Linked DNA regions of Mus musculus: regions 2, 3 and 4 are each linked to region 1. The links are chromatin contacts, called in public Hi-C, HiChIP or PLAC-seq and Micro-C maps. All regions are on one chromosome and are shown on one strand. The core of a region is the stretch at or near the end of the contact, and the rest is flanking DNA. Distances in the headings are between cores, read along the strand shown.

Evidence for each region. Hi-C and Micro-C count contacts between places; a contact is called where the count stands out from the background. HiChIP or PLAC-seq counts read pairs in DNA pulled down with a chosen protein or histone mark.
Region 2: an H3K27ac HiChIP or PLAC-seq map of the HPC-7 cell line shows a contact between it and region 1, with 13 times the contacts expected there. The contact joins the enhancer-like site here to the promoter of Sirpa in region 1. A contact is called at or near these places in 4 of 39 promoter capture datasets (the HPC-7 cell line, hippocampal neurons, liver and 1 more), 2 of 15 datasets of contacts at CTCF or cohesin (hippocampal excitatory neurons and pro-B cells), 48 of 484 Hi-C or Micro-C datasets (the AtT-20 cell line, the BV-2 cell line, ECoMG-derived neutrophils and 34 more), 18 of 115 datasets of contacts at active chromatin or transcription factors (the HPC-7 cell line, PVALB interneurons, VIP interneurons and 10 more) and 5 of 9 other capture datasets (adipose tissue, bone marrow-derived macrophages, liver and 2 more).
Region 3: a Micro-C map of embryonic stem cells shows a contact between it and region 1, with 1.5 times the contacts expected there. The contact joins the promoter of Pdyn here to the promoter of Sirpa in region 1. A contact is called at or near these places in 1 of 39 promoter capture datasets (hippocampal neurons), 3 of 484 Hi-C or Micro-C datasets (embryonic stem cells and uterus), 1 of 115 datasets of contacts at active chromatin or transcription factors (embryonic stem cells) and 1 of 9 other capture datasets (pancreatic islet).
Region 4: a contact with region 1 is called in a Hi-C map of muscle stem cells, with 2.3 times the contacts expected there. The contact joins the enhancer-like site here to the promoter of Sirpa in region 1. A contact is called at or near these places in 2 of 484 Hi-C or Micro-C datasets (the CH12 cell line and muscle stem cells), 3 of 115 datasets of contacts at active chromatin or transcription factors (bone marrow-derived macrophages, embryonic stem cells and microglia) and 2 of 9 other capture datasets (adipose tissue and pancreatic islet).

The regions. Positions count from the first base shown.
Region 1 is chr2:129,590,093-129,596,243 of GRCm38.p6, forward strand. It overlaps Sirpa (signal-regulatory protein alpha), which reads left to right and starts at 2,747. Exons shown (of 9, transcript NM_001355158.1): 1 at 2,747-2,983; 2 at 3,512-3,602. The coding sequence starts at 3,521.
Region 2 is chr2:129,486,520-129,492,670 of GRCm38.p6, forward strand. The region is part of intron 1 of F830045P16Rik (RIKEN cDNA F830045P16 gene); the gene reads right to left. Among named protein-coding and RNA genes, the nearest start is that of Gm14040, 26 kb to the right of the region's middle. Within about 2 kb of position 3,467, at least 85 of the 459 cell types and tissues checked have an H3K27ac peak or open chromatin away from gene starts, as enhancers often do. A contact at or near this core is called in the BV-2 cell line, ECoMG-derived neutrophils, the HPC-5 cell line and 11 more, where this site is marked.
Region 3 is chr2:129,696,592-129,702,742 of GRCm38.p6, forward strand. Pdyn (prodynorphin) reads right to left here and starts at 3,347. Exons shown (of 4, transcript NM_018863.4): 1 at 3,117-3,347; 2 at 1,845-1,904.
Region 4 is chr2:129,672,624-129,678,774 of GRCm38.p6, forward strand. No RefSeq gene overlaps it. Among named protein-coding and RNA genes, the nearest start is that of Pdyn, 24 kb to the right of the region's middle. Within about 2 kb of position 2,553, at least 10 of the 459 cell types and tissues checked have an H3K27ac peak or open chromatin away from gene starts, as enhancers often do. A contact at or near this core is called in muscle stem cells, where this site is marked.

The sequences.
Region 1 (6,151 bases), core at 1,497-3,996:
CATTAGTAGGGGAGAAGGAGGAGGAGAAAAAGAAGGAGGAGGAGGAAGAAGGAGGAGGAGGAGGAGGAAGAGGAGGAAGAAGAAGAAGAAGAAGAAGAAGAAGAAGAAGAAGAAGAAGAAGAAGAAGAAGAAGAAGAAAGAAGGAAGAAGAAGAAGAAGAAGAAAAAGCCCCTTATTGTTTAAGCCAAATAGCCTCATATAAAAGGATTCCCTGGCTGCTGAGTGAGGAATGGACAGGAGGGAGGGAAGAAATGGGTACTAGGTGAGAGTGTACACATATCTCCCATCTTGTAACTACACGGCCCCTCTTGATGGGTCAGGCCCTTGGCCTGACTCTATTCATCCCTCCCTGGAGCTCTGATACCCACCTGACATGTGAAGCATTACGGGTTAATCTGTCAGCTCCTTGAGCACAGCGTCATGGACCTGGTTTGTTCTTCCCAGCTGCCACATCTCGACTGCTCAGTGCACTGCCAAGCACACAGTAGACACTCAATGCATGCTGGTAAGTGCAGGGACCGTGAACGAATAACATCTGGATTAAAGCACCCAGACTGGCTGTTGTGATGGCTGATTCGTATCAATTATCTGTCATAATCTGTGTGCGACCCCAGGCAGGCTGTACCTTGCCCCTTTAGTTTTACACATTTGTCCACAAATCTCAGGGGACTCACAGCAACGGATGGGTGAACACAAGTGACTTTTATGTGGACAAATGTCAACTCCCCCACACTCAGATGTGAGAGTAAAGAGGGTAGTTTGGAAGCTCTGCTGAGCGCCTTTGCCAAAGATGCTATATATAAACAGCAGGTAGTACAATTATTATTCCTCCTAATCTCCCAGTTCCTAATCCCAGGCAGGTCGGTGTTTGTGTGTGCTTGCCCCAGAACAGATGAGCAGCATAGGGCAGGAGGCTGCATCATCTCTGACTCCAGCAGTTGGCTTTTTTTTTTTTTTTTTTTTTGAGACAGGGTTTCTCTGTATAGCCCTGGCTGTCCTGGAACTCACTTTGTAGACCAGGCTGGCCTCGAACTCAGAAATCTGCCTGCCTCTGCCTCCCAAGTACTGGGCTTAGGCGTGTGCCACCACACCCAGCTAATTTTGGAGGAGGGTTTTCACAAGGCTTTAGTGGACACCATGGTCCTATCAGACACAATTTAAAGAGCTGGAGACACTGCAGCTCAGCTCAGATGCTAGAACCAAGTTTTCTTTCTTGCCCAGGCCCCCGAACTCCGTATTCTCTTCCCTTCAGCCACCTCTTATTCCAACTATAGTGACCCTTTGAGTGTAACAATCAAGCATGGTAGGCCCTACTTGAATCTTGCCTACAGGGGTTCCTATTTGCAGAACCAATTCTCTTGGGCTTCTGGACCACCCTCCCGACGTGCTAGCCACATACTGTTGCCCTTACCTAACCAAGCTGACACACATGTGCACTTGTAACCTACACTCCCTACAAGACCTCCTCTGTTCATTCTTGTCTTCCCCTGCACCTTCTCCCAGTCTGCAAGTGAGTTCTTGTAATCCCCTAGGTCCAAAGAAATACAACTAATCTTCCTGCTAGGGCTGCCCCATGGTCCCTTAAGGATTGCTGCTGCCAAACACTTCTCAAACACTGTCCTTGCCCTTGGTACATGGTAGGCTCTTCTTAAAATGCAGTGCAAATATCAGCTCATGTAACTCTCCCAGTGGCAGTTCTGGGTCGCTGCTTATGTTGGCCTGGTCTGCTTTAAAAAGAGCAGAGACACAGAAACAAGGTCTTTCTCCAAGACTGCAGCTTCTTAGACCAGGAGGAACGATCTAAGGCTTGGAAGCTGGGTCCTGGGTTCAACAGATGCACCCTTCCTGCCTCTCAAAAACAAACAAACAAACAAACAATAAAAGAAGAAAAGAAAGAAAAAAAACTAAAAAATCTCCCAGGCTTTTGGTCATGGGTGCAGAGGACTCTGTGGTGTGTGTGTGCGTGCGCGCGCACCATTGCATAAGGGGCTTTCTACATCATTAGGCAATCATCCTCCACTCCTCTGCCCCTAAACATCCTCTTTATTGAGAGGATGGGCCAGTAGGGCCTGTCTTGCTTCATTATGTCCCTCAACCACCATTGTGAGAAGCAAAATTTGCTATCTCTGAACTTCCAACTCAGAAACTCTCCAGTTAATAAGAGAGGGTCTTGATTCCTCTTCCCTGCCTTGGTGCCCAGCCTTCTGCCGATTAACCAAGCACCTGACCTAGCTCATGGAAATCCAGAGCTAGGGTACATTTTGCATCCAGAGGCTCTGTCCTTTGGGATAGGCTCTCCTGTCCCTCCTCTTCCTCATTAGGGTAACTATTTTGCAGCCCAGGTCTCTCCTAGTACAGTGCTGCCTGGGCCCTCTCCACCTCCAATCTATTCTCCCTGATAGAAGGCCTCTGGTCTGTCTCCTCCCTAGGGCCCAGCCCTGCCCCTCTCCTTTCCCTGCCACAGCATTTTTGCTGCTCCTCTCCCCCAGCGCGTCTTTACCAAGAGGCACTGAAGTCCTTCCTACACACACGCTATTTTTGTACCATCACTCTCTCCTTCCTCTCCCCCTTCCCCCTGCATTTACTTCCTGCTTTTGCTATACCTCGGGGCCAGCTAGGAAAGATTTGGGCCCCTAGGACTCACGCCCACCCGGAGGCCGACCTTCGGCTTTGGGACACACAAGCAGGGCCTCTCGGGGAGGGGCAGAAAGCAAACCTCCCCGCCCCCTCCACTCTCCACCCTTGCAAGCTCCCCTGCCGCGGGCAGCCTCTTGCCCACTGGAGTCTAAGGACTGGCCGGGTGAGAGGCCGAGACCAGGGGGCGATCGGCCGCCACTTCCCCAGTCCACCTTAAGAGGACCAAGTAGCCAGCCCGCCGCGCCGACCTCAGAAAAACAAGTTTGCGCAAAGTGGTGCGCGGCCAGCCTCTGGGCAGAGGGAGCGGTGCTTCCACCGCCTGGCAGCCCTGCGCGCGGCGGCGCAGGTCCGAGCGGCTGGCGGGGACCCGCACGGGCAGAGCGGGCTCGCGCAGAGCCGAGGCGGGCGGCGCAGCTCGCGGGGCGCACTGGGGCGCGGGCGGGAAGGTGCGGGCGCGAGGAGGGGGCGCTCGGCCGGGCCGCCCTCGCGCTGGCCTCGCGACGGCTCCGCACAGCCCGCACTCGCTCTGCGAGCTGTCCCCGCTCGCGCTTGCTCTCCGATCTCCGTCCCCGCTCCCTCTCCCTCTTCCTCTCCCCCTCTTTCCTTCTCCCTCGCTATCCGCTCCCCCGCCCCCGTGCCTCTGGCTCTGCGCCTGGCTCCCTCGGGTCCGCTCCCCTTTCCCGCCGGCCTGGCCCGGCGTCACGCTCCCGGAGTCTCCCCGCTCGGCGGCGTCTCATTGTGGGAGGGGGTCAGATCACCCCGCCGGGCGGTGGCGCTGGGGGGCAGCGGAGGGGGAGGGGCCTTAGTCGTTCGCCCGCGCCGCCCGCCCGCCTGCCGAGCGCGCTCACCGCCGCTCTCCCTCCTTGCTCTGCAGCCGCGGCCCATGGAGCCCGCCGGCCCGGCCCCTGGCCGCCTAGGGCCGCTGCTGCTCTGCCTGCTGCTCTCCGCGTCCTGTTTCTGTACAGGTAAGCACCCTCAGCTCCTACTGCCACCCTCCCCAAGCTGCGGGCTCAGGCCCCGCACACTGTCGCTAAGCTAATGTCGACAAATCCCTGTAACGGGGGTTACAGATGCAGAGTTGAGGCCCAGAGAGGGTCAGCCACTTGCCCAAGGTCACATAGCCTAGGCTAGAAGCCGGGATAGAACTCTTCTTATCCGGATCTGCCTTGTGGACTGTGACTGGGTAGCCCAGCGTTGGGCTGCGGGGTATAGGAATGAGTTGGTTTACCGTACCCTTTGCCAAACCTGAATGGGGAAGCAGACTGGCAATTGCTTTGGGCAATCGGGCTCCTGGTTTCCCCATATGCTCCCTTGCTAGACTTGATTGGAGAGAGGGTCGGGGCAGAGGTTGGGCGCGCTGTTGAGCTGTTGGGATGGGGGAAGAGTGAGCTTTCGCCCTAGTACCAGAGCAAGCAGGGTTAGTGTATGGAGGTAGAGACAGGAAGAGAGGCCGGAGTAATCCACGGACCCTTGGGAGACACAGTGGATTTACCTGTGGTGGGCACAGCCCTCTCTGGATGGTCTCCTCCCCGCCACCCCCCTGCCTTCCTTAGGCAGGCTTCCAGTAGCTCCCTGCAGTTCCAGCATGTACCTGTGGCTCTGAGCTTGTCTTCTTTGTTGGCCTACATCAAACACCTGGCTGTCTCCAGCAGGAGGGCTCTGAAGGCCGGTTGGCCAAGGAGTGAGGTCACCATTCAGGAGAGCTGCATCTTAAAGGGGTTTTGCAAAAAATCTTGGGTCTCTTCTGGAAGTATATGAAGGCTAAAGACATAGCTGGGGAGGGACAGAAAGGAGCCTTATTTCGTGTCTTCTTGGATTGGTGCTATGGACATAGGGGTCTCTGTACAACCTTCCTTTTGCAGGGAGGTAAATCCAGCCACGGCACGCCGTTCTTACCAACATTTGCCTAGAGCTTGGCACCTGATGGCAGTGTAGAAGGAGGAAGAGAGAGAGTCAGCCTCAGGATAGAAAGGATAACAGGGTGGGAAAAGGGGTGTCTAGGAGTTCTCTCTGAGCTGCAGTGTTCAGGAACCCACTGGGTGCTCCCCACCAAGTGCTCCCCGCCAAGTGCTCCCACCCCATTCACAGTTTTCAGCTACCCTTGGGTCCTCTCAGAGCTGAATGATGAATTTCATCTCTCTCCTGTGAGTGGCTCTGAGGTCTGGTCTGCTTCCTCCTGCCTTACCAGTCCCAGCCCTACCCTGCCATGCTCCAGGGCTTGGGAATCTACAGGCATCTCTCCGAAGTACAGAACACTGGGCCCAGATTAATATCTAAATGTTGGCTCTAGACCTTTTTCTGACTAGGGTCCTGTGGCGCAGTCCCTGGCAAACAAATAGTTAACAAGTGTTAACAGCAGTCTTCCCTTCCTGGGTGGGGGTAGGGGTGGGGGTGGCGTGGAGGGGGTGGAGGTGGGGGGAGTGGGGAATGACAGCACCTTTCTTAAGAGCATATCTATCCCCCCTTCTCCACCCTCACCTATAAAAACAATCTATAAAATGATAAAGATGGGATCTTCCGTTCCAATCCACTCAGCATCAGTGACTTGAAAAAGTGGGAGCGGTGGAGGGGCATAGATTAACTTCATAGTAAGTAAGCCTTGGGAGGTGAGAATGAGATTCTGCGGGAGGAAGGGATGGTGTATGGCCTTTGAGTGCCAGCCTCCCAGCAACCTGCGCATAGTCCCCTTGGGGCTCAGGATCAAACCCACATTTTTGCCCCAGGAGGTACTTCAGCCCCTACTGGACTCAGCCTCCCTTGCCCAGGGCATGGGATTTACAGCACACAGAAGAAGTGGGACTGAAGGACAGACAGGTAGGAGGCAACTGTAGGTGGGACAGAAGGACAGACAAGTAGAAGGCAGCTGTCCAGTTTTCTAGGAAAATGGATTTGTTTAAGCAAGAACCCCAAATATCAGCTTAGAAAAGACATCTTGGATTGAATGACTGCTGTCTCAGGCAGAACTGTCGTCCTGGGAGGTGTCATGTGATCGCTGGGCTTCACAAGATCACTGCTTGGGTGAAGGGAGCTGGTCATGTGAATTATTGCCTCCGGGAGGCAGGAGAGGAAGTTTCTAAAGATTGCACTCAACAAATGATGCCAAAGGAAAATTCTAAAAAGATTCTGGTGAAGTCACCACCGTGGGTTCTTGCAGACTGTGTAGGGGCTGACCCTGCTATTCTGAAGGAACGAGATGGTGGCAGGCTTCACAGTCAACTACAGGATGCTTTCCTGGCCCTGGCTGGGCCTGAGCCCTGGGATGGACTGCTCTGCTCTAGTAGGCTGTATCCGAGGGAAGTTGAGGTTCCAGCTTAGAAGAGCAGTGAGCCCCTCCAGGGAGCCCTGTGACCCTTGGGTAGAGAGTAGCATGCTGACAGTGCCTCTGTGCTTTCCTAAGCACTAGAGCTGACCTCACTTCCTCTTTCGTAGGAAAAAGGGGGTGAGATGGGTGTTATCTGGTATGTCTAAGGTCCAGAGGCTTTTAGAAGGCCCATTGAAGGCTCAGTGTTCTCTG
Region 2 (6,151 bases), core at 2,217-4,716, 100 kb before region 1:
CATATACCCAGAAGATGCTCCAACATGTAGTCAGGACACATGCTCCACTATGTTCATAGAAACCTTATTTATAATAGCCAGAAGCTGGAAACAACCCAGATGCCCCTCAACAGAGGAATGGATATACAAAATGTGGTACATTTACACAATGGACTACTACTCAGCTATTAAAAACAATAACTTCATGAAATTCACAGGCAAATGGATAGATCTAGAGAATATCATCCTGAGTGAGGTAACTCAGTCACAAAAGAACACACATGGTAGGCACTCATTTATAAGTGGATATTCTGCAAAGATACCCACAATACAAGTCACGGACCACATGAAGCTCAAGAGGAAAGAAGACCAAAGAGTGGATGCTTCAGTCCTACTTTGAAGGGAAAACAAAATAATCAAGGAAAGTAGAGGACGGGAGAGACTTGGGAGGAAGAGAAGAGGGGAAGGGGAAAGAAGGGAAGAATCAGTATGGGGCACAGGTTTTTAAAGTATTTTCTTATGATTCTCGGAATTTCTCCATGACTGTTGCTGTTGTCCCCCTTTTGTTTCTAATTTTCTTCATTTGGATCTTCTTTCTCAACCCTCTAGTTAAACTGGCTAAGGGTTTGTCACTTCCATTGATTTTCTCAAAGAACAAACTCTGTCTTATTCATTCTCTATATTGATTTTTTTGTTTGTTTCTACTTTATTGATTTCAATGCTGAGTCTGAGTATTTCTTGCTATCTAGTCTTTTTTTTTTAGATGTTATTACTTTATTTTAGTCTAGAGATTTCAGGTGTGCTGATAAGTTACTAATATGAGCTATCTCCATTTTTTTTAAATGGAGGAATCTAGTGCTATGGGAACTTGAATCTGCTTTCATTGTGTACCATAAGTTTGGGTATATTAGATTCTCATTTTCATTCAATTCTAGAGAGTTTTAAGTTTTTTGTTTTATTTTGTTTTGTTTTACTTATCTCTATCTTGACTTGTTTTTCGTTCAGTAGTGAGTTGTTCATGTCCCATAAGTGTGTAAGATTTCTCTTGTTTCTGCTTTTGATACTCAGCTTTAATCCATGGTGGTCAGATAAGATGCAGGGTGTTGGGTCAATTTTCTTGTATTTGTCGAGAATTGCTTCATGTCCATGCATTTGGTCAATTTTGGAGAATGTTGCATGAGCTGCTAAGAAGATATATTCTTTTCTATTAGGGCCAAATGTTCTGTAAATATCTGTTAGCTCCATTTGGTTTATGACACCAGTTAGCTCCAGAGTTTCTTTGTTATTTTTTTTGTCTGGGTAGCCTATATATTGCTGAGAACATGGTATTGAGTCTCCCACTATCAGTATGTGAGGGTCAAATGTGATTTAAGCTCTAGTAATGTTTCTTTTATAAAAGTGTTCTTGTATTTGATGCACAGATGTTAAGAATTTCAATGTCCTTTTGGTGGATTTTTCTTTTCAGTGAATGCATAGTGTCTTTCCCTGGCTCTGCTGATTAGTTTTGTTTTGAAGTCTCTTTTGTCATGTATTAAAATGGCTACAAGGACTTGCTTCTTAGGTCTGTTAGTTTTGAGCTGGTTTTTCCATCCTTTTACCCTGATATATGTCTGTGTGTTTCTTGGATGCAACTGAAGGTTTTCAAATCTATTTAGTTTAGACTGTGCCTTTTTATTGGGGAATTGAGACCATTGATGTTGAGAGACATGAACGAGCCGTGTTTGTTGATTTTATTATTTGGTTGGGGTGGTGTACGAATTTTTCCCTTCTTCTTTTGATTTGCTCATCTGATATAATGTATTCCTTGTGTTTTCCTGGGCGTGTTTAGCTTCTTTGGGTTGAAGTTTTCCTTCTAGTACCTCCTGTGGGGCTGTATCTGTACATAGTTACTGCTCAAATTTGGTTTTATCATAGAATGTGATTTTAAAGAAGCTCACAGTCGAGAGACTTTGAACTTTTAAAAAGGATTGGGGATTTTACGAAGATTTTGGATTTTAAAAGAGCCTGAATATTTTAAAGTGACTGAATTTTTAAGTGTTTGAGTTTTTAAAGACTGTGGGATGTTTATATTGTAATGTTGATATTCACGTGAAATCTTGGAGATGGACAAGAGAGGAAAGGTTGTTGCTTAAAAGTGATGTGTTTGTGTGTCAAATTGACAAAGGATCCATTGTTCTGGCTAGTTTTATGTCATCTTGACACAAACTAGGGTTATTGAAGAGGAAGGAATCTCAGTTGATAAAATACCTCCATAAGATTGGTCTGTCTATAAGCGAGACTGTATGAAATTTTCTTAATTAGTTATTGATATGGGAGGGCCCAGCCCAGTGTGGGTAGGGCCATTCCTGGGCTGATCACCCTGGTTCTATTAGAAAGAAGGCTGAGCAAGCCATGAAGAGAAAGCTAGTCAGCACTACCCTCCATAGCTCCTGCCTCCTGGTTCCTGCCCTGTTTAAGTTCCTATCCTGACTTCCTTCAAAGATGAATAGTGATATGGAAGTATAAGTCAAATAAACCCTTTCCTTCCCAAGTTGCTTTGGTCATGGTGTTTCATCACAGCAATAATAACCTTAACTAAGACAGGACTTAAGGATGATACAATTAATCATTAAAGTTTATTAAGATTCCTAAGGTGATAATGATCTATTCATGGTAACAAAAACTAACTTAAAAAGTTGTGCCTATGGTCAGCATGGAGGTACATGCCCAAGTGCTCTGCCAGCACTTGAGAGGCAGAAGCAAGTGGCTCTCTGTGAGTTTGAGGCCAGCGTGGTCTACAGAACAAGTTTCAGCACAGCTAGGGATACACAGAGAAATCATGCCTCAAAACAACAACAACAAACAGAAACCAACCAACAAACAAAAACCAGCAATATCAACAAAAACAAAACAACAAAAAAAGAAATCAGCAGGGACCTCAGGCTACATTTGATGCAATATAGATGTTATAATCATATGGGGTCTACACCATTGCTAAACAAGTATGTGAGAGATATGTAGCTTACCACTGAAAGGGGGGGTGTAATAAAAACGAATATATATACAGATGGCAATGTGCTAGATCTTCAGAGACAAAGACCTTCCCCCTCCCAGTTGCTACTGATAATGTGGTAAAATTATCTGTCTTCTGCTACATGCAAAAGGGAAATATTGCTACTGCCTGGGGCAACCACAGAGCAGAAAGAAACAGAAGTAGCAACTTCCCCAAAATGTAGGGGGGAGGAGGTAGTGGTAGAAGAACTTCCTTTGTGACTAACCTCATTGATTCCCAGCCTATTAAGTAAATGGGACCCCAATTACAAAAAGAAATGGCTGTTTAAGACTGAAAACAGGGACTATTGAGCATTTGACGAGAAATGATAGCCATCCTTGAGGCCATTGCCCCGAGTTGGTTAAACAGTTCCATAAGGGAGCTCACATCAGCCAGACAGCTCTGGAAACTATATTAGGCTCACATTTTTATGTTCCCTAACTTGCCAGGATACCCAATGAGCATGTGGACAGTGTGACCCAGTGCCCAGGATAACCCATGACAGTGACTTAGGGCCCTCCTCAAATGCAGAATTTTGGAAAAACCCAATTAAAAAAAAATTGGTTGTTGACTTTACAGAACTTCCCTAAATCAGGGGTTACAAATGCTTGCTTGTCTGTGTAGTTTCTCAGGCTGGATAGAAATCTTTTCTACTCATAGGAGGTGGCCCTGCTTCTAAAAGAAATGGTTTCTAGGTTTGTAATTCCTATTACTACAGGATTAGACCATGGGCCAGCACTTACAACAAACCACACAAAACCATATTATATAAAGGACTTAATGCTGATAGAATTCACTTTGGTTTTACTTTTTTATGTATGCAAAGAATTCGATATGGAGAATTAAAGACTTTGATAAAATTGATTGACTTTACAATACGTGTTGCTTGCACATAAGAACATCCCCTGACGAAAACAGTACTCTTTCCCTTGGATGGGGCACAGAGCCCACTGTAGCAATTGAGTGTTAGTTGATGAATGTTGCAGAATATGGGAAAGCGAGACTTGCCAGAATCTTTTGCTCCTGTTCCCAACTTTATAAGCAGAGCCACCAATGAACACCCCTCCTTAATAGGGAAGACGAGCTACTTCTCAAGTCTCACACAACAGGGGGATGGATTCTTTTGTCTAATGGGGGACGCTTGGAGCCTGTATCCACACTATGAATGTCTCAAACTAACAAGGGACATGTGATAAGTATTCTGTGCTCATCTCACAAGCTAAAATATGGTGGCTCTATGGGCCATGGAACTTTTTATTCAAGCCTACAACCAGACTGGTGGGACCTGCACACTGCCTCATTGGCTGCACCCTTTACCCTGGCCTTCCACTCCCCTCCTCCTAGTAAAGCTAAGTCCAGGGATAAGAGGACAATATCTGGGTCCTTTAGTATCTGCATTGACTCTATGGGAATCCCCAGAGGAATTCCAAATTCGTTTAAGACTGTAAACAAATAGTTACAAAATTCAAGTAGGCTATATCTTTTGTGGTCGATGATAAATAAAAACATAAAATAATGAACAAAGGCTTATCAATTATACCAGGGCTAATCTTTCAGGCGTATCATCAGCTGGATGTCACCAGCCAAATGGCTTGGGGCTAGGGGAGGGATCCTGACTATGATGCTAAAGACAAAAGAGATTTGTAGTATCCTCGGTGTGGTGGCTCATCTTGATTTTCAAGTTGACTGCATCCAGAGTCATCCAAAACCCAAGCAGCCAGGCGCGCCTGTGAGGGGTCCTTGATTGGCTCATTTGGAGTGGCAAGACCCACAAAATCTGGGCCACACCTTCTGGTCGCAGTCCATATAAAAGGTCATGGAGGAAGGAAGCTTTTGCCTTTTGTCTACCTTCCTTCATTGCTGGCAAATGTATCTACCTTGTTGCTGAGGCTTTCCTTTGCTGGTGCTAGAACCTGCTTCTTCAGGATTCTCGCACTGACTGAAGACCAGCTAAGACATCTAGCCTCATGAACTGAATAACTGCCAGGTTCTTGGACATTGCCTCAGGAGATAGCCTTTGTTGGGCTAGCTGGACCACAGCCTATAGGCCACTATATATATATACATATACACACACATATATATACATACATATATATACATATATACACATTATATATATATATATATATATATATATATATATATATATATACTGAAACTGTTCAGGGAAGCAGAGCAAAGTCTGTAATGGGGGTCCTTAGTCCGTGCTTTTCTGAAGTAAGAAACAGCAGAGTCTGAAACAATTGCTGTGGTTCCCAGTCTTCTGTGTACCCAGGCAACACTGGCATATTGCTAGGAGTCAGGAATGGCGATCCACGATTCCTCTCAGAGCATCCACTCACTGGGCATAAAAGGGAAGACATAGCCCAGGACAGGGGGTGGGACCTGATGTGATTCTGAGTGCAGAGGGGCTGGGAGAGAGAAGGCCTTCTTCAGGAGATTTAGGTGCCCCTCTTTACTAACTCTGAAGGCCTTCCCTGGCAGCGATCTGTGATGAAGAAACAGTCTTCTCTTGTCCGAACTGTTTTATTTGATGGAGGATATGAATGCACACACCATACTCAGGGTGAGCCAGGGATTGAATACCTTTTGTTGGAAGGGATACCCAGGAAGGGAAGCTCATTGCCTGAAGGCTCAAGGCATATCTTGATACCTCATTAGCATGGAGAACTCCAGGGTTTTTATGCTATGTGACTGATTGCCACGGCCCTCAATGGGGTGGCATGGATATATGTTCCAGAACAGGTAGAGGCAGGCAGGGAGCGGCCTCACTCCTACCATTCTCAATTCTGAGATTCATGGGGTCTGAGCTCACTCAACCTTACCAGTTCTTCTGTCTGGTAGTATGGTCCACTTGCCCCACACTGAGTTCCTTGTCAAAGTCAGAGGAGTCATGATTACAATTAGATGTTATATGGCTCCATGTTTATAAGTATTTATCCAATGACTACTTACAAAATGTATAACTTTCAAAATTCATAAATAATATCATAATATATTCTGGATGAATATCACAAATAAAAATTGAAAACATTAGTTACATTTTATAAATGTATTGTTAATAAATATTTAAGAGACATTTAAGAGAAAGTCAAAATTCTGCAGGGTCAACACTTCTGAAAATCAAAATATGTGCTT
Region 3 (6,151 bases), core at 2,097-4,596, 110 kb after region 1:
TTTTCACCTTACTGGAAAACAGCAAGTTCGTTTTGGTGGGTTCCCAAGGGGCTGGCCAAGGAAGGCTCTGAAACTTGGAAGCGCTCCTTGTTGAGATACGATCACGAATAGAGCGCAGGCCATAAGTTTGCAGTGTGGCTTGGGTCCTGAGCAGAAAATGAGCCAATCTATTGTTCAGCAAGCATCAAAGTATGGACATAAGAGCGGGTCTTACCGAAAGGTCATTACATTTGCTGTGCAGAGAGACAGACAGAAGCACAGTCCTGTTGTCTCAGCCGCCATGGTCAGGGTCTCTGTGATAACATTAGCTGCAGTTTTAAAGGAATGTTTCTCCTGTAGGATTTGTAAGGAATCCCTTCCCTTATTGTCATTTGAACAGTTATAGGATAAGGAGAATGGCAAAAGGAAAATGAGAGGGCAGGGAGAGAGATGAACAGTCAGAAGAAAGGGACAAGGGGCAAGGTGGGGGCAGAGTCAGTGTGGATGCTGGGCAAGTGGGTGAATGGAAAAGAGAAGGGAGGGGCAAAGAAGACAATGCCAATGTGGTGTCCTGCTCCCTCCCCGCACTGCCCCTTGAGCTACATAATAACTGCTCGGTAAACCTTTATCAAGTTAAATAGAATAAGACTGGGGGCAAAGGCAGTTGAAGCCGCTGCAGACACCTTACTCTCCGGCAAGTGTGTCTGCAGCTAGTGGCTAAGCATCCTGGTCAGTGGGCATCTGGGGGTAGGGTGAGGGGGAAACTCCTGAGCAGGTCACCGGCCTCATAGATATGACCACTGAGCCCCTGTGGGAGTATGGAGTGGGATCCGGGCTGAGCTGCAAAGGACTCAGTTGATGTTACAATCTCCCCTAGTGTGGTCTGCTGTGTGTTGTCTTAGCACCTTGTCAGACCTCATAAGATCTGCCAATCACTTATCAGCCAAGAGGAGCAAACTGCTGAAGAGAGATTGTCTGCTGACCACACCTTCTCAGAGATGCTCTGAAACCAAACCAGCAACTGCAGACCCCTCGGAGAATGAGGGAGAGATCTGATAAATGGAAACGTTGTGCCAGGATAACTGGAGGTGGGGTGGGATGTCAGGGAGGGACGTCATTGCTCAGGGGTGGGTGGGGGTGGGGAGCGGCAGATGAAGCAATGGCGTCATCTGTAGGAGTGGGGAGAGGAACACTGGTCCCAGAAATATTTGACTTTTGTCAGGTTTCCCCGGAAGAGCGCGCAGCAGGATGGAATGGGATGACTGACGATGCCTTATAAGAGAGGGGAGGGCTTCATTTTGAAGCCAACCATTTTGAGTCATCAGAGAGGTAGCCATAATAGCATTTACTGAGTGCCTACCAAATGCCAGGCGCATACAGCCTCCCATAGGAGTCTTGTAGTGACATAGGGAAAGGACATTATTATTATCTTCATTATATTGGTGAGGAGATTACGGCTGAAAAAGGAAAAGCAGTCGTTACAAAGTTACACGCAGCAAATAATGGAAGACCATTGGGTTTGAACTCAGCACAGGCTCAGGAGGGGTCACACACACTTAGGCAATACATGGAAAATTCTTGAGGTAAAGCTCCGGAAGTCCTGAGAGTTATCACACCCTTCCACGTGTCTTCTCAAACAGCCCTGACCCAACCGCTTGAGTAGCCTACGGTGTCAAAACAGTGGATCCTACCACACAGCATCCGTGGACCCATTGTGACACCGCACTCCCATCTGCCAGCTACTCCTGGAGACAAGAGGAGTCACCTGCCACCCATCACACTTAGCACAATGAGGACAAAGCAGTGGGCTCAGGATTATGCCAATACACACGCACACACATGCACACACAACACACATAACTCACCCTGCTGGGGCTGCTTCAAGAGCTCCCCCACGCAGATCTCAAAGCCTGGGGATGAATGACCTGTAAAAACAGAACAAAAGATAAAGTGGGGTGGTATGGGAGCACTGGTGAGGTGAGCAGAGGAGGAGGGTGAGCAGAGCGTAGGCATGAAACCCCCATGACTAGGAACAGAAAAGGACTGACATTCTGAGAGGTTTTGCAACAGATCTTGACAGCAACGCCTGTCAGGTTAGAAAGATATCAGTGTGTATTTCACCAACCCTTGGCAGAAGGGTGATAATGAAGGTTTGCTCTCTGTGGGAGGGTACTCGAAACCAGATCCAATAACCTAAAGAGCTCGGAGGCTTTATTAAGGGATACTTGTAAATCTTGAGAGGTTCTCAGAAAACACACACACACACAGGGAAAAGTGACAAGACACAGAATTTACTGTTCAATCATGGAGGTGACTACAGTCGCCGTCTCTGAAGCTCGCCAGCTTTTTGCTGATGTCAAACTTTGGGGTTCTACAGCACTTTCTTTAAACATGAGCATTGCTATCAGAGAGCGGGTGACTTTCCTCAAAAGAGCCTCCACCAGCCTAACTTAGCTGCCTCCAGCGGTAGCGTGACTGTGATTTACAGGAAAGCAACAAGTCCTTTCACAGTGAAATTGACATGGGAAGTCCCCCTCAGACTGGGTATCCAGCCGAGCTCTTGCTTTCCTTTCTAGTTCCCTTTCAACCAAACAACCCCAGACTTCATTCTGAGTGAAATCAAAGGAAGCCACTCAAATCAGCACCTTGTCAGAGATTAAACGTGATTCAAAAAGAGTGAAAAAGGACGGCACTTATTTATGCATTGATGGTGCAGATCGGTACTTGGCAAATGCCGAGTCCTGAACCTCATTAACGTTCCCAACCTGTGTAAGCTAAGTCCAGTGAGAACGTTGACCTTTAAGATCATGCTAATTAGTGAAACCTCTCAGTTTTCCACTCAGGCTACCACCTTCTCCTCAGATCCTGAAAACTAGTGTGGGGACTGCTGTGTGGCAGAGGCGAAGCCCCGCTAGCACCTGTGGGCGCCAGGACTGTTCAGGGCATGGTTTCCAGAGGACAGGCAGCTCTTTGGACTCTCTGAGCTTCTGTAAGCTCACCTTGAAACTATGATTTCCCTGTGCTGAGTAACCAGACCCAAACCTAACTTCCCCCGTCCAAGCTCCCACCGGCGCCCCTGCATAGCACCAGGAGCACATGCATAAAGCCAGAGAGCCTGAGCGCCCTGCGGATCTTACCTGCTTACTGCTTTGTCCCTGGCAGGCTTCTGGCTGATCAGGTGGTAGGGTGGCCGATCCAAGATTCAGAAGGTACCCTGACTCTAGCTCAGAGAAGTGCCACAGAGGAAGCGACGAGGGCTACCAAATCCCCCTATGGCAGTTCTGGAGCCTTATTCCCCTTTTATAGATGAGAGTCTCCCCCTGTCGCTCAGCCCTCTCAGCGCTCGCTCACAGAGCACAGGCTGCCAGGAGCCAATGGGGGAGTGGCAGAGCAGTCAACGCTCAGACCCCCGGGTCCTTCCACTCAACTCCCTGGGCCCGAGTGAGACACAATAGCTGCTCCTGGTGATGTGGGTGTGGAGGAGGATGCTTTCGCGAAGCCCGGGGGTGGATTCTGGTGTAGCGCTGTTTGTCACTTTCAATGCGGCCACTTTTCAGCATCTCCAGGAGAGTGTCACAGGAAAACAGAGACAAAGGTGGGGGAAAGGCAGAGATAGGAGGAGACAGAGAGAGGCGCAGAGAGTCCAATAGAAAGGCAAAAAAAAGTTGAGAATCAGAGAATGGAAACAGAGAGAGGCATGTCTGAAGCACAAGGAAGCCTAGGCAAAGTAAGAGGAAAAGAGAAAGAGCCACAGCCACAGAGGCTATCAAAGATCAGGAGAAAAAGAGGAACAGGGGGTCGGAGGAGGAGGAATGCAAGAAACAAAGGCTGTCTCAAAATATAGGGAACCAAAGGATATGCTGAAGTGTTCAAAGCAGAGGTCTTGGTTATAGAAGAGGAACATTCAGCTCCATGTTGGCAGGGACACACACACACACACACACACACACACACACACACACACACACTAGCATGCATATGAGTGTACATTTGCCTGAGAGTGCCAGGTGACTTGGGCACCTGTCTGAGTTGATGCCAGACACTGCCTTTCCTCAACCAGAGGCTGCCGTTCAATATTCAGTTTTCTCTGGCAGCCCCTGGTTCTCACAAACAAGGATGGCTGCAAACACCTCCCAGAATACCCATGTCTCTGAGTTTGGAAGGAAACATGCTTGTCTCTGTAGTCAGCTGCAGAGATGTTCACCTTGTGGGGGGGGGGGGATAGCAGAGGCTGGCTGGGCAGTCCGTGTCATGAACACCTGGGTTGCACCAGGCAGTGAGCAAAGACATCAACTTTAATCCTCACATTCTGGCCAGGCGCAGAGGCAGAGGCTGGAGAGCTTAGAAACTGGACACAGAACACAGCAAGTCATCACCCAGACCTAGATGGATCTGGTCCTTCCCATCATCTACTGGACAAACGCCCACTCTGAGGACTTGGTTCTACAGTGTCTGTGACTTGATCTGTTTACCTGAACAAGGTCGATGACAGCTACAGCTAGTAGTAACATTGGATGTGTCAGCTTGGTCTCTGCCTCTGCCACCCATCTGTGCAGAGCCCTAAGTCAAGTGAGTGGGTTCAGCCTCAATCTGCTTATCTGTAGAATGGGGGAAAGAACCCCACTGGGATCTTGGCATAGTGAAAGGAGGAAATGCCAAAAGCAATTGCCATAGCTGGCATGTGGCCAGGACTTCCCTACAGCTGTCCTCCAGGTAATGGTGATTACGTCATCAGGCTCTGATGTACCAGCCACACTTTGTACTTCTCTGGGGCATCATCCTCTTCCTGCCGCTGGATCATTGCGTGCTCTCATACAACTAGGGTGACAGACAGGGCTATTTGGTGAGTACCTGGTTCATCACAGACGTTGTCACTTGTTTCACCATATCCTCCCCTTAGACAAGCAATGCTGTGGAGAGTTTGTCAGCCTGCAGCTTTGCATGATTAAGCTGTGGAGTGTGGTGTAGTACCAGCCAAGCAGGGAGAGTGGAACTTTCCATGTCCCTCTGGCCTTGACTCCAGGCCCCCGGCCCTCTCTCATCTCTACCCTAAGCTTTCCTTCTGCAGGATTCCCAGCCCAAGGTGAATGCTTGCTGGTGTTGTACGGCATTTGGTGGCTGTGTCTCAGGCTGTCTGCCTACTTGCTGAGTCGGAGCTCCTGAGCATCTCCCTAGTCACTGTTACCCAGGGCTCTCACAACCTGAGAGTGAACTGTGTCTTCATCCTCAAGGTCCCAGGCTCATGCCATTCACTCCCATTTTCCTTAATTCCCTTGTCTTTTAAGTTCTACCTCCATAAGCTCTTGCCAATAACCTTGGAATAGATGGATTCTGTAAGAGACAAGGTGGAGTCACTCCTGTAGCTGCTGGAAGTCAGCAGGCAATAGGGAGAGAAGTAAAAATACGACATCATGAGAAGAGTGCAGTGAGGCAGAGATGCTTGGTGTTGAGTAGCCTTCACCTGAGTCTAATGGAGCCTCAAAAGCAAATACTTCAGGCATTTATTTTTCCTCTCTATTTGCAATGTCCTCTAAACACACATGTGTGCTTGTGCAGCACACACACACACATGCACTCACAGAAATGTTGTATACACAAAAATAATTGCTGCCCACACATGCAGGAAAAGGCTAGAAAAAGACTCTTCATATCCCTGGAAAACCCTAACACAAAGTTTCTCCCTCCCTTAGGCTAAGACACCTCTCCTACTTGGGGTCCTAATGCAGGTCTCTGAGCACCATCAAATGACAATAGGAAGCGGGGCTCACTGGACTGCCCTGTGTGCTTAGCATATCCATCGCAACTGACGGGTACCTCATTTAGATGCACAGATGTCCAAGTTATCCTCAGAAGGCAGGAAGATAGTACCAGCTTTGTCTAGCTGTCAGGACTAATTCCCGACTTCTCTCAAGCTCCTTGCCTCCCTGTCCTCAGGGAATGATGACCTCTGGTTCAGATCTTAATGTGTACAAGAAACAAAGAATAAAGAAAAGGAAGTACTTGAAACAATCAGCTCCCACGTCTCATTGTTAGGAAGGTTTCAGGAGGATCATGTTAGGAAATAGGAAGTCAAGAAAATTAAAGCCAGCTCTTATGCTCTCCACTGTGATAGACTCCCCTCATCTATCAACAGCCCTGTGATCAGCTGTGTCCCTTACCTTCTGCAGGAAGA
Region 4 (6,151 bases), core at 1,303-3,802, 82 kb after region 1:
GAAACAGGGCAGAGTCAGGCAGATGGACTTCCACTGTCTCCTGCCAGTCCTTGTGTCTCCAAACTCCTGCCACAGGTCCCCAGTTCCACGGAAGAACTTCTCCAACCACTCCCAAGACTCAAGATCCCTCTAAGCTCCCCCAGTTCCTGCAATCTGACCGCAGTGATGTAGCACCCAATCTTTTCACTCACTATTACTAGACATGAGTAGCCTAGATGCTGGACTGGAATTTAAGCCATGTGTAAACTTCTAGAGTAAATGAGAGGACTCAAAGATGAGATGGAAAGTGGAGGGGGGGACCTGGTGGAAGAATGTGGGAAGGAAAATCAAGGGGAAAGAAGAGGCAGGAAAGCAGGAAGAGATGGAGGGAGGGAAGGAGTGAAAATCCGAGGGGAGGCAGATGGGAGGGAAGAGGAAGGGAAGGAGGGAGGGAGGGAAGGAGCAAGGAGGCAGGACTATGGATAGATACATTTATGGAGGATTGATGGAGGGAGAGAGGGTCAGACAGATAGATACAGTCACAGATAGGTAAGTATATGGACTAGGGGAGGAATAAATGAGAAAGAGGCTGAGTCAATGGGGAGTAGGTGAATATAGGTACAAATGAATGATCAATTAAGCAATTACATAAACGAACAAAAAGATAGGTAATTAAGAGAAGGGATGGATGGAGCTAAGTCCTCTGCTCAGTAGATTTCTCTGTCCTCCCAGACTCCAGGTCAAGCAAGCATACTGTCATTTTGTAGGAGCCCCCATCCCTGGTGACTGATGTCATCTGGTATTATGCTGGCCTGTGGTAGGATAGTGGTAACCCTATCAACTCAGTGGACCAAGAAATCTCTTGTCCCTAATGTTTCTCTTGGTAATTTTGTGCTGGCTGAGCTCCATTCCACTCCTTGATTATGGACCTCTGCTCACACAACTGTAGCCACAACAAAGCCAAGAGGTACAGGCAGGCCCAGGGGGCAGGAAATGAAATAATGTGTATAATGTACGTATGTATTTATACAATGTCCTCAATCATCTCCTCAGAGCTGGCCTTGAGTGTAGTCCATTTTCCAGCTATAGTGACTACCACACCCCTCTATTGAATTGGTCCATATACCCTCAGCCATGAGTGTCCTCGAATAAAAACTGCCTTGTCATCTTTTAATATCACTCAGGGCCACGTTAGTCAAACACCTCAGCATTTATGGTTTATCACCCTTGCTTTCATCGCGGTTATTACTCTAAACTTTCCCTAGAGCTCTGGGCAGAGTACATAACCAAATATCATAGGCTGTTTTAATTTCTAGTCTTATTTTATATGTATGCCTAGTTTGCCTGGATGTATTTGAGTGCACCACACCCATGCCTGACCCAGGGAGGTCAGAGAAGGGCATTGGATCCCCTTGAACTGGAGTTAAAATGGTTGTGAATTACTACTTGAGTACAAGGAACTGAACCGGGTCCTTCACAAAAGCAACAGTTGCTCTCTAACCCTGGAGCCATCTCTGCAGCCCTATTTATCTTCATACTTTTTTTTTAAGTGGAGAAAACTGGAGTGGATGGAGAGGAGCATTGTTTTGTACTTGAGTGAAACTGAAATCCAAAGGTAGTCATCCATGTTCAAGGTCCACAGGTGCGCTCAAGAATTCCAAGCCTGGTTTCCTTTTCTTTGAAACTGGGAAGTTGCTTAATCATTTCTAGCCAAAAAGAAGACAGCATTGAAGAACAAGGTATTTCAACAACAATTACAAAAGCCCAAGGACTTTTCGTCTTAATGCCAATAACTGCCCATTTATAATCAGTGCACTGCTGAGTTCCCTCCTTAAACCCAGAGTTTTTAGTGTTGGAATTTAGATTCTTTTTTTTTCTTTTTTAATATTTTATTAGGTATTTTCCTCATTTACATTTCCAATGCTATCCCAAAAGTCCCCCATACCCTCCCCCCCCCACTCCCCTACCCACCCACTCCCACTTTTTGGCCCTGGCGTTCCCCTGTACTGAGTCATATAAAGTTTGCATGACCAATGGGTCTCTCTTTCCAGTGATGGCTGACTAGGCCATCTTTTGATACATATGCAGCTAGAGACAAGAGCTCTGGGGGTACTGGTTAGTTCATAATGTTGTTGCACCTACAGGGTTGCAGATCTCTTTAGCTCCTTGGGTACTTTCTCTAGCTCCTCCATTGGGGGCCCTGTGATCCATCCAATAGCTGACTGTGAGCATCCACTTATGTGTTTGCTAGGCCGGGCATAGTCTCACAAGAGACAGCTATATCAGGGTCCTTTCAGCAAAATTTTGCTAGTGTATTCAATGGTGTCAGCGTTTGGAGGCTGATTATGGGATGGATCCCTGGATATGGCAGTCTCTAGATGGTCCATCCTTTTGTCTCAGCTCCAAACTTTGGAATTTAGATTCTTAAGCCTACCCAGATGGTGACAAAACTCCCCCGAGTGTGTTGATCCCGGTGACCACAAGGGGGCGCGCCCAGATCAGATACCGCTGGCTTCAGCCACCTGGCTTGTTACTGCCCCCTGCGGTGGATGCATCTTTGCTCTAGAGCTTAGATAGTGTACCCCAAGGTGATTATGCCCAAGTCCCCAAGCACCTGTGGAGACTGTAGCAAAGGAGCAGGATTGTTTTTGAGACTTATCAAGAGCTTCATAAAGCACACTGGATTTCTGGAGAGGACGCTAAAAGTAAATCCAGGACCTACTGTATGCCTGGACTTCATGTATCTCAACTCTACATAGACACAGGGCTTGTGGGGAAGGGCGCAGTCTAGGGAGGGAAAGAGCCTAAGCGTTGAGTAGGAGGGTGACTACCAGTCCAGTTTTCTTGGCAGCCAGCCCTGCTTTCACGGAGTGAAAACAAGAAAGTGGTCTCAGCTGTCGCCTAGCTCCGAGCCAGATTCTACACAGGGCTGTGGCCTGGGAGTGAGGTTGTGGTTTCTGGAGAAGACAGCAGCTGGATGAGCACCGGGTGTCAATATAGGAAGCAGCAGTGTCCCTACCAGGAACTGGCACTACAACGGTGACGATTGCTTCTGATTTTTATTAGGGCAGAAATGTCCCCTCCCAGGCAGAGAGCCTAGGGGTAATCTGGAAACTGTCCTCTGTTCAAAGACCCCCTCAGGACTTCCGTGGCTGTCCCAACTCTCATTCTTATACAGGTGTACCTTCAGATCCTTTCCTCCAAAACAAAGTCTCCAGTGAAGAGCAATGTGTTCGTTTGGGAGGTAGAGACGGCAAGGTGGGTCTGGGCTGCCTCCTGTGCCTGCCCATCCGCTTACCCCCATGTCTGCCTGCACCTGTGCCTGCCCATCCGCGTACCCCCATGTCTGCCTGCACCTGTGCCTGCCCATCCGCTTACCCCCATGTCTGCCTGCACCTGCGCACTGCACCTGCCTGCACCTACCCCCTGTGCCTGTCTGTACCTGCTAGTGCCTGCCAGCTGTACCTACCTGTGCCTACCCTCTGTGCCTGTCTATACATGTCTGTCTCTGTCTGGGTGTCCCTGTACCTGTCTGTCTGTACCTATATCTGCCCCGTACCTGCTTCCTGTGCCTGTTCCCTGCATTCTCTTCCCATTCTGTTGTTGCTAGCCAATTCCAGGTCCTTAAAGTTCCCCACCCAGGCTGGCAGAGTGTGAGCCTAAGGGACAAGCAGGAACTTTGTTACCTCCAAGCCCAGCTTACTTCTGCATGGGATCAGAGATGTCATGAGGCAAAGAGTCTTGTTATTTAATTTGAAACAAAGTACTTGTTATTTAATTAAGAGTCAGAGCCTTGCAATTGCTTCTTGAGAAAAACCTCCCAGTTGTCCTTGAGCCTTTAAGTTCAATTTTCAAAACTTGGTCTGTTTCTTTGCAGTCACTTTCAAGGGACTTTTGATTAATAGTCAACACCATTAAAACTATCTATCCCCTTTGCAAGTGTGGGTAATTAAATTATCCTCAACATTTAACACAGGACTTACTAATTTAATGTACTCGGTTTCATTTTTAAACACTTTCCTTATTTGCCCTAACAAGCAAAACTTTCCAGAGTTTAAAGCACGTTGGAACATCCAATTTAAGACCTTAAAGTGTAGTGAATCTCAGGACCTCTGGTACATCACACCAGTGGTCACAGGTCCTCAACAGAAAACCGACAAGTCTATAATCAATTACAAATTTCAAATTAGAGTCGTAGGCTAATTTGTTCATTCTCTATGCTGAAGCGCCCCATTGTCGTGAATACTTTACATCTCAAATGCCTACGTGTGCGAGGTTAAAAGGCATTTGCCCAAGAAAGAGAAAAGCTCTCCATCTTGTGGGAGTTACCACCCTTTATAGTTCCATGTGCAACAAAGCCAATACCCATGGTTCCCTGCCTGACCATTTGGTTACATGAAACCAAGATGGTACTTCCCAGCATCCCTTGTAACAAAGTGAATATGTGGCCAAGATCTGGCCAGTGAGGTTTAAGCAGAAATATTGTATGACTGCTTCCAGAACACCTTCTGAACACATAACTACTATATGTGTCCTCCCCACTCTATTTTAGCCGTTCCTCCATCTTGCCCCTTGACCATAGACATCATGGTTGAACTTCTGTCACTATTAGTCCTAGGAGACTAAGTGCAATGTGAGGATGCAGGATCCTGGAATTCTGGTAGCTTTGTAGAGCAGTCTGAGATTACCTTGTAAGACCATTCCCTCCTGGGAATGTGGTCTTGCCTTCTTGCCTCCTCCCGCTCTGTGGACTTGCCCGTGACTTGCTTTCATCAATTACATGTGGCAAAACCAGCACTGGGTGTTGTCTGAGGCAGCATTCACATTTGCCTGCTTGTAGTGCTGACTGGAAATGTCATGCTCGATTGGAAACTGGTCTAACCTGCTGGAAGATGAGGGACCCTGGCCCAAGCATATACCATCAGGAGATGTAGTGACTGCCTGTGGAGTCCCCCAGCTCTGCAGCCCTCCATTTCCGTCCAGGTAAAAACCCTCAGAGAGTTACTCCTCAGCGCACATAATTGTTTTCAGCCATTGAGTTTTATGACGGCTTATGCAGCAAAAGCTAAACAGAGCAGGGTCATAAGCTGCCCCAGCCTCACTTTTCTGAGAGCTTTAAGCCATTTTTGTTTAGGGTCTTGGATACATTGTATCCTGATACACCCGTGGGCTGCGCTGAGCTGCTTTGATGGGCAGGGTGTTCTCTCTTGCTGCAGAGCCTTTTTCAAATGGTTGCCATGTCAACAAAGGACTCCATTTTCTCTAAAGAAGTGGCTCTTGTGGATGGCTGGGTTCTGGCCATCTCATTAACTCTGTGTAATCTGAGACTACAGTACCCATCCCCAACCCCTGCCTTGCCCTCCCTCTACCCACTAGGAAGTCACCTGGCTTCCTTCACTAATTTCCTTACTGCCTAATTGAGTTATGAAGCTCTTTTAGCCCTTGCTGTCTGCCCAGGCTAGGACTCTGATAGATACGGCAGACATCTTGAACTCCACATCTTTCCCCTCTCTGTGTTCTATTATTCCCAAAGTCAGGTCAGACCAGGAATGCAAGCTTCCTCCTGCTCCCAGCCTCTGTTTCTTTAGCTTTCAGATACAACCTAGATTCTGACATAGTGTGGTTGTTGGGACATGACTCAGGTTTTCTACATAAACACTGTGATGTTAGAGACCCAGGGAGCTTTCTGGAGCCTGGGCCATGATGCCCCAGTAGCTTGATAGCTGTTGAGTCAATGGGATTCTCCAAGTCTTCATCCCCGTGCTCGCCTGGTGGTCTGAATACTCCGACTCAGATCGCCAAGCATCCATGCCGCCCTAGGCATTGCCCCCTCACATCTCCATGCCACCCACGTAGTACCAGGCACTCCTCACTCCTTATGATTCTCCCTTGGCTCTATCATGGCTGGCCCCTTTGCTCTCCTTCAGGTCTTACGCTAAATGCTGTTCCCTTGAGAGTGCTCCCCTGACCACATGTAGAATTTGCTCATTCCGCCTCACTTCAAAAGGATTATCAGGGATTAGAGAGGTGGCTCGGGGGTTAAACACTTACTGCTCTTATAGAGGACCTGGGTTGGGTTCACAACACCCATGTGGCAGCTCATTCCTGCCTGTAACTCCACACCTCCTCTGAACTCCAGGATACATGAGGTGGCACCCATAAACTCACACAA